2 separate regions of the Drosophila melanogaster genome follow, and region 1 is linked to region 2. Evidence: chromatin contacts called from public Hi-C data. All regions are on one chromosome and are shown on one strand. Each heading gives the region's core, a stretch centred on a gene start, on an enhancer-like site or on the middle of the called end of the contact. The rest is flanking DNA. Distances are from core to core; before and after follow the strand shown.

The links. A called contact is a pair of places that touch in the nucleus more often than the background predicts.
Region 1: a Hi-C map of the Kc167 cell line shows a contact between it and region 2, with 10 times the contacts expected there. The contact joins the promoter of CG4613 here to the promoter of Ctl1 in region 2. A contact is called at or near these places in 4 of 107 Hi-C or Micro-C datasets (the Kc167 cell line, the Ras3 cell line, cellular blastoderm embryo and 1 more).

What each region holds. Positions count from the first base shown.
Region 1 is chr3L:14,519,448-14,524,641 of dm6, forward strand. CG4613 reads right to left here and starts at 2,243. Exons shown (of 3, transcript NM_001274912.1): 1 at 1,839-2,243; 2 at 651-1,219; 3 at 313-579. The coding sequence starts at 2,220. The coding sequence ends at 406. All of the region lies in intron 2 of bbg (big bang), which reads right to left.
Region 2 is chr3L:4,275,572-4,281,092 of dm6, forward strand. Ctl1 (Choline transporter-like 1) reads left to right here and starts at 2,391. Exons shown (of 9, transcript NM_139627.2): 1 at 2,391-2,679; 2 at 3,170-3,546; 3 at 3,614-3,768; 4 at 3,824-4,053; 5 at 4,110-4,410; 6 at 4,695-4,974; 7 at 5,041-5,203; 8 at 5,266-5,487. The coding sequence starts at 2,563. CG1273 reads left to right here. Exons shown (of 6, transcript NM_139626.2): 6 at 1-2,207. The coding sequence ends at 1,808.

The DNA of each region.
Region 1 (5,194 bases), core at 993-3,492, about 10 Mb after region 2:
GTCGATTGAGGGAGTTGCGTGGGACACACGCGGTCCAATTCCCCAAACGAAATAAATAAACCCTACCCCACGATCGAGAAAGAGAACTGGATTTTTATGTGACCGTGGGTTGCTGCTGAATAGCAAAAAGTTACTCCACTTCCGATGGGAAGATATATATATTTAATCAATCGAAATCAATTACTCCTTTATTCAATGTGTAAAGGAAAGTTATTGTGTAATTGCACAACAAATTAGTAAAGAACTATCTTTAAGTTCAAAGTCAGCCCTCCCAAATACTTCTACGAAAATATGCATTTCAATAAAGAAATTAAATATTAACTTTAATTAGGCTTCAATTAAAAATCATATTTAGGGTTAGTCAAATAAATAATGTTTACACGATTTATTATTATTTTAAACGGATTAGTTTATGCAGTAACAAGAGTCCCTCGTATTAACTGCTATCCATTCCAAATAGCGAGACACTCGAGTATAGACACCAGGAGCATCTGGCTTGGCACATCCGTAGCCAAAGGACACAACTCCAGCCAAACGGAAAATGCGATCCCTGACGATCAAGGGACCACCGCTATCGCCCTGGAAAGGTGGTTCATAGAGAGTGGTCAAATGTAACCTTTAAAGAATGTTCCAAGTAGCTTTAAACCCACCTGACAAGCATCCCGCCCTCCGGTTTTTACATAACCGGCACACATCATGGTGTCCACGATCATGGACCTGTACGAAGTGGCCCGGCACTGGGCATTGGTGATGATGGGCACCACCACCTCCTGCAGGACACTGGAGGTGGAGCCACCCTCCTGACTCAAGCCCCATCCCGCCACAATGGCCTTCTGGAAGTCGAAGTTCTGCAGCCAGTTGCTGGGCAAACAGGCTGGGCGCATGGTGTCCACCAGCGGAATGGGTTGATCCAATCGCAGGAGGGCTATATCATGGACCAGGCTCACCGGATCGTAGCCCACGTGGGCATGGGCGAAGGCCACCGACCGGGTGACTCCCAGGTGGGTGGAGCTCCTGTCCAGCTGCAATAGTCTAACGGACACGCCCCTCATGTCCATGCCGTGGACACAGTGGGCGGCAGTCAGGACATAGCGATCGTTGATCAAAGTTCCGCCGCAGAACAGGAAGGTACCGCGAATGATCTGTGCAATCCACGGATATTTATTCGTCCGCACTTGGGTGCCGCCCACAATGCGATTCACATTCGGAACGCCGCAGGCTGTAAGAGGATTGAAATTTGGATTCGATGTGGTCTTGGGTGGCAGACTCTCTTAGCCAGGGAGTGAAAACGTAGGATGACCGGAAGTTAAGCAACCTTAATAGTTGAACTCGAAAATGTTTGGTTTCTTTAGATAAGCGATAGTAACGAATTCACAAAAATATGAGATAGCATTAGAAAAGTTTTGTGCGCCAATTAATTTAAATTAATTTTTTAATTACATTTGATTACTTATTGTATTTATTTTTTAAATTAGCAATTTAACATTTTATGAAAAATTTGTCTGCAAATTTTTTTTTTTTTATTGGCTAAGCACTTAATTAATTGTAATTTAATGACAGTTTTGGCAGTTTAAAATGTTGTAAAGCGCCATTACTAATGAATGCTTAACCGTATGGCAACTGTTTCATTGATTTGGACTATATGATTACACAAAAGCGTAAAGAAATAAAGTCGTTCACTATGCTCACAGCACGTTTCACAAACACGTTTGGATGCATTGCGTTTTCCGATAGGCGTACAATAACCGATTCAAATTCCCAATTATTACCCGGAGATTAGCCGGGATCGTTTCATTCCCTGGCTGGTTTCGATTGGCACTACAATTTCCCCAACTCACTGCAGCTGGCACAGCGATTAACGCGAAACGCCTTGGCACCACCGCCTTCGAGGGGAAAGACCGGGGAGGCTGACGAGGATAAGGATGTCGATCCGAGTGAGGAGGCTGTATCCGAGGGAGTTTCACTGGCCACGCCCAAGACATTCGATAAGATTTGCTGCTTATGGCCCTCAATCAGATCATCAATGAAATCCGATTGAACTCCGGGCGGTGGGCCGGTACTGGAAGTCGTAGATCCATTGACTGGCAGAGGTGGCAAACGCTCTGGCTTCGGATAGAAATAACCGCGGGAAGGTGGCTTATAATTATAGACGGCCCAGCTTCGATCGCAGATCGAAATAAGAGCAAGAAGGAGTAGAAAAGCTGGCGGATTGAGTTTCATATTCCCGGCGAACCGACCGAATCGCTTAGCAAACACAAACTGATGGGCTGCCCTAGCCATTTAACGGTTCTTATAGCACAGCTCAACAGATCCATCTTAATATTCAAATACTTAAAAGTATATGCGAAAAACATTAACAACTTAATGAAGCTCTTAGGCTGTCCATCAAACTATTTTATCAGCAAAATTTCTTTGCATATTCCAAATCTTCAATCGAAAGCCCTTTATCATCACTCGACCTAGTTCCACAAAGTAGATCCGAACCCATTTGTCAATAAATCTGGCAAATATAATTTTAACATTTTACCACCGCAGAACTTTGATGTCTACGAAGCGATTCCATGTTTTGTCTTTATAAAAATTTTATGTTAATAGTCAGATCCGCTTTCTTTTTGTCCGAAATAGAAAAAATTCCCGCAGCTTTGGGTTATAAATCTAATTTCTGGATTGATATCGCATAAGAGATTTATAACTTTTGTTCTAGTTTCGCAAATAAAACATTTTTTGTTTCAGAGAAATTGCCAATCGGGCTTTACATTTGCACGACCCAGAAAGGAGTATAATTAAATTCGAATCCAACTAAAGGTCGATGAGAACATTAAAGGTTAAACCGCATGTGTGGTGAAAAAATCTTTTTCTGATCGCTTCGTAATTACAAGTCATCAAAGAGTGCTGACCACATTTGCTTGTGGGATTAATAAAGGTTAATTCTGTGTGCTGAAACGGTGTATACCATGTGAACAGAACTTAAAAGCTGTGTGTAAAGCCGATTAATTGGCTACTTTTACTCGTGCTGTAAGGTGAAATTTCCTATCCGAAACGATTAAACCTATTTTCTTTTCAACCAATATCACAACGGAAGTGTTCGGGAACGCCCATAAATCAAAAAATGTTCGACAAACCCGAAAAAGATTTCCTCAAATGAAAGTAAATCGACTTCCCCAAATCAAAAGCCTAACAAGAGGTCCATAAAATCGTTCGTCCCACAACGCGTTATATTCTTAAGCCGTTCGCGGGGAAAATAGAAAGTAAAAAGAACTCTCAAATAAATTGGGTCAAACTAATGAAGATGCCGATAAAGATGCGTATAATCGAAAACCGAGCCAGAGGACTGGAAATACTTGTAAATGGGTTGATGTTTATAATCTGTCCGCTTGTTGAACCAACAGCCAACCCAAACACCCGATCTCTGATCGCCAACAACAAAAATGACACAAGGTGTACAAAAAAGTCAGGCTCAGACTTCGACTTCGACTTGGGATCTGACCTCCGGAGAAAGAGCTTCCAAGTATTTGGGTCAGACGAAGAAGTGAGGCGTTAGCTTAGAGGCATTGAATAGATGATGACACCAAAGCCAAAGCCACAGACTCACGCACACTACGCCAGAAAGAAAGTCTCTTTAATTTATTTATTTATATGCAGGCCGCTAGAATCAATGAGAAGAAAGTTCTTCCACGCCACTCCAGCATCCCAAATGAAACGTGTTTCTCTCTCTCTCTCTATGGATCTGTCCAACTCTCTTCCATTCAGAACGAAGCCTGACTTTGAGCCGCATCTCCATAGCATTCATTCAATAATGCCTTGGGTAGGTGCCTCATTGAGTGATGTTTATTTGGTAAAAGTATAATTTTCGTCTAGTTATAGACCATAGTACATTGGATCGTAAACATTAATAGCACATTAGCCAATAAAACTGAGCAATTTATGGTGTTAACTTGGCCGTTAAAATGTTAAAGTTAATAGACAGGCAATCAAAATCGCGAAGTACGTCATATGATTTTATGCGAAATAACACTATTTTAAGGCTAGCTTAAAATTTTTTCCTCTTCACGTTGCAAATGCAAATCTAAGTGACTTTTAAATGCTTGTGTTATCATTTTTACTAGATCAAGGGTATAAAAGCTTCGGCCTTTTGCAAAACTTCACTGATCCTCTCTTTTATTATTCTGGTACGAGCCAACTAAAGATCTGCGGCTGGCTATTTATGGCCAAGAGCTGTTGCCGCGTTGCAGTTGTTGGTCAAACGTTCCACTTGCATTAAACTGGGTCATTTGCAGCAGTCGAGAAAATGCAACAAGCCAAGAGAGTAGAATTAGAGTCTATATAGGCAGAAGAACCTCATGTGTAGCTTTCTTAAAACGTTCTTTAAACCTGGCCAAAAATAAATTAAAACTCATTTAGTTAGTGCCAAGCCAGAAAGACGCTCTTCAAATGCGTTGTGGCTTTTGTGTGTTGCATGTCAGGCATGTGCTTGTCGTACAAATTTGTTAGCAATTATCGCATTTTTTTCAGTTGGTTTGTGGTTATTGTATTTTGTTAGTTAGCCAGCTATTTGTTGTTTTATTTTAATGATTGTCACCTGAGCCTTGAGCAACTTTCTCAGGCTTTATTAAGTTTCACCCGTGGACAGCTCTACGATTTTGCTTATGACTTTTCGGAATCGCTTTTGGAATTGTTTGCCATCTGCGGATTTTCTGAGCATCGTGCATTGAATATAATTGAATTGTAAGTGAAGTAATGATAAATGATTATAGCGAACAATTTTAATGCGTTTTTAATGTGCATTTTTTCTGGCCATTTTGGAATAAGTTTCACTAGATATTCCCTATATATTTAAATATCCCATAAATTACATTTTTTAGTAAAGACTTTCAGATATTTTGATTAATAATCAAAACACACAGTTTATTAATATTCTCACTATATCCGTTTTCAATTCGATCGCCGACGTGTGAAGACGTTTTTATCGTGCTCCGCACAAAATCGGTTGTTTTGAGTGAAGTGAACGCCAAATAAAATAAACTAAATAAAAAATCTGAAAGCGAAAGAGACGCTCTATGCGATGCAAGATCGCTTAAATACATAGTGAATTGTTATCTTAAATAATAAAACTATGAGTCAGAATGACACTCGCGCCCAGCGTCAGCGCGAGCATGACGAACGCCGACTCTCAATTCAGCGCAACAACGCGTAC
Region 2 (5,521 bases), core at 1,141-3,640:
CAACAGCTGCTGTGGCTCCAGTGACTGTGGATCCCTATAGTTTGGGTTTCCTCAATCCGGGTTTGCGAGTACAAGAGCCGAAACCAAATCTCGGACCACAGGCACAGGATCAGGACATGCTGTTCTACCATAATTTCGGCAGTCCGATCTTTATGCCGGGCACCGAGAATATAGAACGCTTGGGAGGAGCTCTGGTGGAACCACATCCTTTGCCTGTTCCTCTTATAGATGATGTTATTATACCACCATTTAAGCCCATCGATGCTACCATGGGAACGGGCGACAAGATGCCCTTCAATCTGGATGCCAGCAACGAGAGATTCGAGCATTTAGGTGGAGGAGTTATTGCAAAGAAGCCCCAGGAGAAACTGGAAAAGAAGGAGCAACCATCAAAGAAAGAGCAGTTGGAAGCACACGTCAAGGAAGCGAATCAGACGGCTCCGGAAAAGAAGAAAGCTCAGGCGCATAATGATCAGAAGGCAGATCAACCAGAGATAACCACTAAAGTGGAAAGGAAACAGGAGAAAGTGGAGGTAACCACATTAGCCACAAACGTACCAGTTAAAAGCTCACCCAAGCCAACGAAATCTCCATCTCTGCCCTCGCTGAAACCTACGGATAACTCTGTGTTGGCCGACACCATTGGAGAATTCTTCATGGAGCTGCTTAATCTGCCCAAAGAGGAAAACGCGACTGCGACTAAAAAACCAATAGAGGATGCTATAGAATCCCGCATAGAACCTGAGGAAGAGGAATCCTTGGATACTCTGAAGGCCCCCAGTGTAAGCCTTTCCAAGCCGAACTTCATGAACCTCAAGGAAATCATTCTGCAGAGGAATACCCCCTCATCGATTCTCTCCAACGAAACTTTGGAGGAATCCACAACCACGACGATGCCGACCACAACAACCAGAACCACAACGGAGGAGCCCAGAACCACGAAAAGGAATCGCATTCGAACCACCAGTGAACGGCCCACAATGATGGACGACTCAAACCTATTTCCGTCTCACTCCAAATGGGAGTTTGTCAATAGTTCATCGGCTCAAGGATTTGGACACAACTCGAATATGAGGAAGGTCTTCAATCAGACCTTGCAGGCTTGGGTATCGGAGGACATTGACAAGTCGGAAAACTTGACGTTAAACGATATCAAGACAAGGATCAACAACGCCAGTAACATTCAGGACATCTCCCTGATCTTTGATACGTTGGCCTCCAAGCTGGGCATTACACCCAGTGTTCCCAATAAGTTTCCTCCCTTTTCACAAAACAAACTAAAGCACGCTCCGAAGGAAGAAGTCACAAGGAGACCAATACCCAGCTCCACCACCACGGAAATACCATTACTGATACCGGAATCTATTCTGCCTGTCGAAAGGGAGCCGTTTATTAAGCCAATGTCTAGTTTTATAGATGATGGCTCCTCTGAAGTCCTGGGAGCGGCAATTCCAGTGATTGGCGAGGCGGAAGTGGAGGTGGTGGATCCACTAAACTACGAGGAGATGCTCAAGATCTCACAGTTCGCTGCCAGCAGTACGGAACCCAGTGTCCATAAGCTGGTGACGCTTCTCCCGGTGAGATCCAACTCCGGAATCCGAACCTACAGACCACCAGCCGCGGACGAGGAGACGCAGAGGAGTGCCAGTGCTCCGGCTCCCTTGGCTGCACCTGCACCTGCACCTGCCCCTTTGCCTGGAAAGATTAGCATACGGCGCAAGAGCAACCTCAACCAGAGCCGGAGATTCGGACAACCACCTGCAGAGGCGGTGGTCAAGGGCGGCATCCAGGTGACGGTTAAGAAGTGATCACAGAGCCGGCCTCACCATGAGATTATAGGAGAATCGAGTTCTACCACAGAACGCAAGGATGTAGCTTAAACCACTCTATATGTTAGTTATAAGTAGGGAATATAACTTTAGTTAGGTCGATCGTGCATATGACGAAATCTTGTTCGAAAATTGTTTCGCGCATGGGAACAATTTTGGAATGACACTTTTGGTTATATTGGCGGAATCTGCGACTGCCAGTCCTCAGTATTTAAGACAAATCACACATCACATTCATTGAATAAGCATCGAATCTCTAGTATACGACTTCGAAATTTAATTATTTTTTTCAGTTCATTACTATTCTTATGTTAATGTTAGCTACGGATGTAATGTAATGACTAAGCCCGATCTTTAAATAAATGTGAATAATTTCTTACAAGCTATGGCTTTCTTTTTCGATGAAAAAGGTATGGATAAATTCCTGCACTTCTTCAGCTTTAACTATATTTCAAGTATTTTATATATTTCTAGACTATTTTCAAATCTCGCGCTCACCATAAACCGCTATGTTGGTCTTTTTTGTAGGCCGCAGATACCTGGTCTTATTTTCCGCGCACCTTCTGGTCACACCTGAGCATTGAGGATTTAGGCGTTGTTGTTGTTTCGTCGGTTGTGAATTGAATCAAAATAGAACAAACAAGTTGCTCAACATACTGAAGGAATAGATATAAGTACAAAGTGATAAGAGGAAGTAAGCCCGCTAATTATCGAGCAGCTTAACAAGTGCAAAATGGGCTGTGCGGAGAGCAAGGACGGCGAGGGGGAGGCGCAAAACAATAGGCCCAAATACCGGTCCTGCACGGACACCTGCTGGCTGGCCATTTACATTATATTCTGGCTGTTTTTGGTAAGAAATTAAATAGATTTCGCCCTATTTAGAGATATATACAGCCAAAGTCTGTATCGGGAAAGTGAAAGCTGAGACATTCATCTGCGCAGCGCGTCTGTCTGCTTCGCAGTGTGTGTGAGCGGTTTTTGCGGGCGGAAAGCGGCTACTTGTTACTTGAAAATGTCTCATTCATGTCGTCATCGCTGGATAGCGATTCATGCGCGGAATTGTTAATTCCTCTAATGAATGCGATGATTTAACAGTCAGGGTTAGTCCGACATTGTATAAGCCAACTTAAATCCCTTGTGAAGCGAATCGATACCCGTTGTTCTGCTGTTCTGTTCTGTTGTCCTGCAGGACACGCCACTCCTCGAAAGCATTTCCATGTCAAGTATTTGCATGGGTATTATATTAATAATGCCCCTTGACATGACATGTTGGTCATGGGGCGTTGGCCACCATGAACAATGATCTATACACTTTAATTTGCCTCATTTTTGTATTGCAGATAGTGATTGCCATCTTTTCGTTCGTTTATGGAAATCCCCTGCGCATCATCAATGGCTACGATTCCTTTGGCAACACCTGTGGCGTTAAGTACAATGAAAAGTTCCAGGGATTCCCGCTGTCCGGCATGAATACACTCGACAAGCCGGAGCTCTTCTATTTCGATGTCAAGGAGCTGAAAAAGTCCCTCAAGATATGCGTTAAGTCATGTCCCGCCAAAACTATGACCAAGGGCAGCGAGCTGCTGGAATACTACAGCCAAACGGGCACACAGCTCTGCAAATACGACTACAACATGCAGCAGCTGACTACGGCGGGCAACGATGCCAAAACGTTCAATTTCCTGGGCCCATGTCCCAGTTTTCCCGTTCATGAGAGGTGTGTGTTGATTACATCACCCAAATCAAATGCTAATTTAATTCACACACTAATCACTTCTTTCCAGTTCGCCTGTCCTACATCGCTGTGTGCCCAAGGGTACGGGCGAGAAGGTTCAGAACTACTACGACATGCTCAACAACTGGGATGTGGCCCAGCAGTTCGTTGGCGATATCTACTCCACCTGGCACATCATTGCCATGGTCTGTGGATTAGCTTTGCGTAAGAGTAGACACATCTTTCACCAAAGTATTTTCTAAAAAGCCTTTTTCTCTAGTCATTTCCATTGCTCTGGTAACCATGATGCACTGGCTGTCTCGCATCGTCTCCTGGATCATCTGTGTTTTGGTCATAGTGGCCAGTGTGGCGCTTACTGTTGCTCTGTGGTATGCCTACTACAACATACGCAATAAGTCTGGCGTTAACACACAGTACTCTATGCTGGAGGAGTTTGTGCGCAACCAACAGGCAGTCTTAACCCTGGCCGTTCTGGCCACCATAACCATGGTTTGTTAGCTCATTCAATACTTTATGGGTAGTTACTTAGTGTGTCTCCTTTACAGATAATCCTTATTGTGGTCATATACTTCTTGAAGAACAAATTGGCTGGCTTATCTGCGCTTTTCGAAGAAGCTGGCCAGTGCATGATGAATCTCCCAGGTCTTTTGATCGCTCCGCTCTTGGCCTTCCTTGTGCTTATAGCCTTCTTAAGCTTTTGGGTCGCAGTGATCATTTGCCTGGCCACTGCCAGTTCACCTGGACAAAGTCCCATTGCTCCGTTCGACAACTCGAAGGCCCATCAACAGCCTTTGCCAGCAAATGCATTGTTCGTTTCCAATAGCACCGACGTCAATGATTTAAGACGTAAGTAGTCTCATATATCTGCGATGTAAATCCATTCTATGCAGGTTTCCCAAAGCAGACGAATTTGAAATAATCTGAATTTTTGCATTTTGTTGTTATTTTATAACGTGATTTGGTGAATAAGTAAGTGATATTTGCTAAGGGCACGGAATTTGACTCATTTGTATATATTTCTGTGTTTTCTCCTCACAACTCTTCGATCTAAATTGTATATACAATAGATTTCTTCTTAAGTTACTGCACCTATGATTCCAGAGAATTAAGCAAATATTTTCCTTAAACAGCAAATGCCCGTGTAGAATATGCCGATGCCGGAGTTCTTCGCAGCATGTTCTGGATCTATGTGGTGGGTCTTATATGGACAGTGGAGTTTATTTTCGCATGCCAGCAGTTTGCATTGGCCGCAGCCGTGGCCTTCTGGTACTTCCAAAAACCGACCAGCACGCCCACGTTTTACGCCATTGGCAAACTGGTTAAGTATCATTTGGGTACGGTGGCCAAGGGATCCTTTGTCATCACTATTTTCAAGATTCCCCGCCTGATACTCACTTATTTGTACGCCAAGTAAGTTGAATCATCGTCACTTTGCATGAGTTTCCCATTCTTTACTAATTGAACATGACATTTCAGATTAAAAAAAGGCGAGGACAAGGGATCGGAGTGTGCCGCCTGCTGTTTGAAGTGCTGCATTTGTGGTTTCTGGCTGCTTGAGAAGTTCATTCGCTTCTTGAATCATAATGCCTACACCGTGGTGGCTATCGAATCCATTAACTTCTGCCCCGCTGCTGGCATTGTAAGTCTGCTATCCCATAAATGTTGAATGTTTGAAATTTATAAATTTTTATTTCTTTCTAGGCTTGGAATGCCATGGCCACGAATGTCCTGCAAGTGGCCACCATTAACAGTGTGGGCGACTTCATTCTCTTCCTGGGAAAGGTTGTGGTGGCCGCGCTCTCTGGCCTGATTGGTATCGTTTTGCTCAAGGATAAGCCCGGTCTGAATTTCTACATGGCTCCCGTCATAATCATCATCATATTCTCCTTCTTTATTGCTCACATTATCCTCTCGCTTTTTGAGGTAGGTATTCCTTTACAATACGACCAAGCTTATG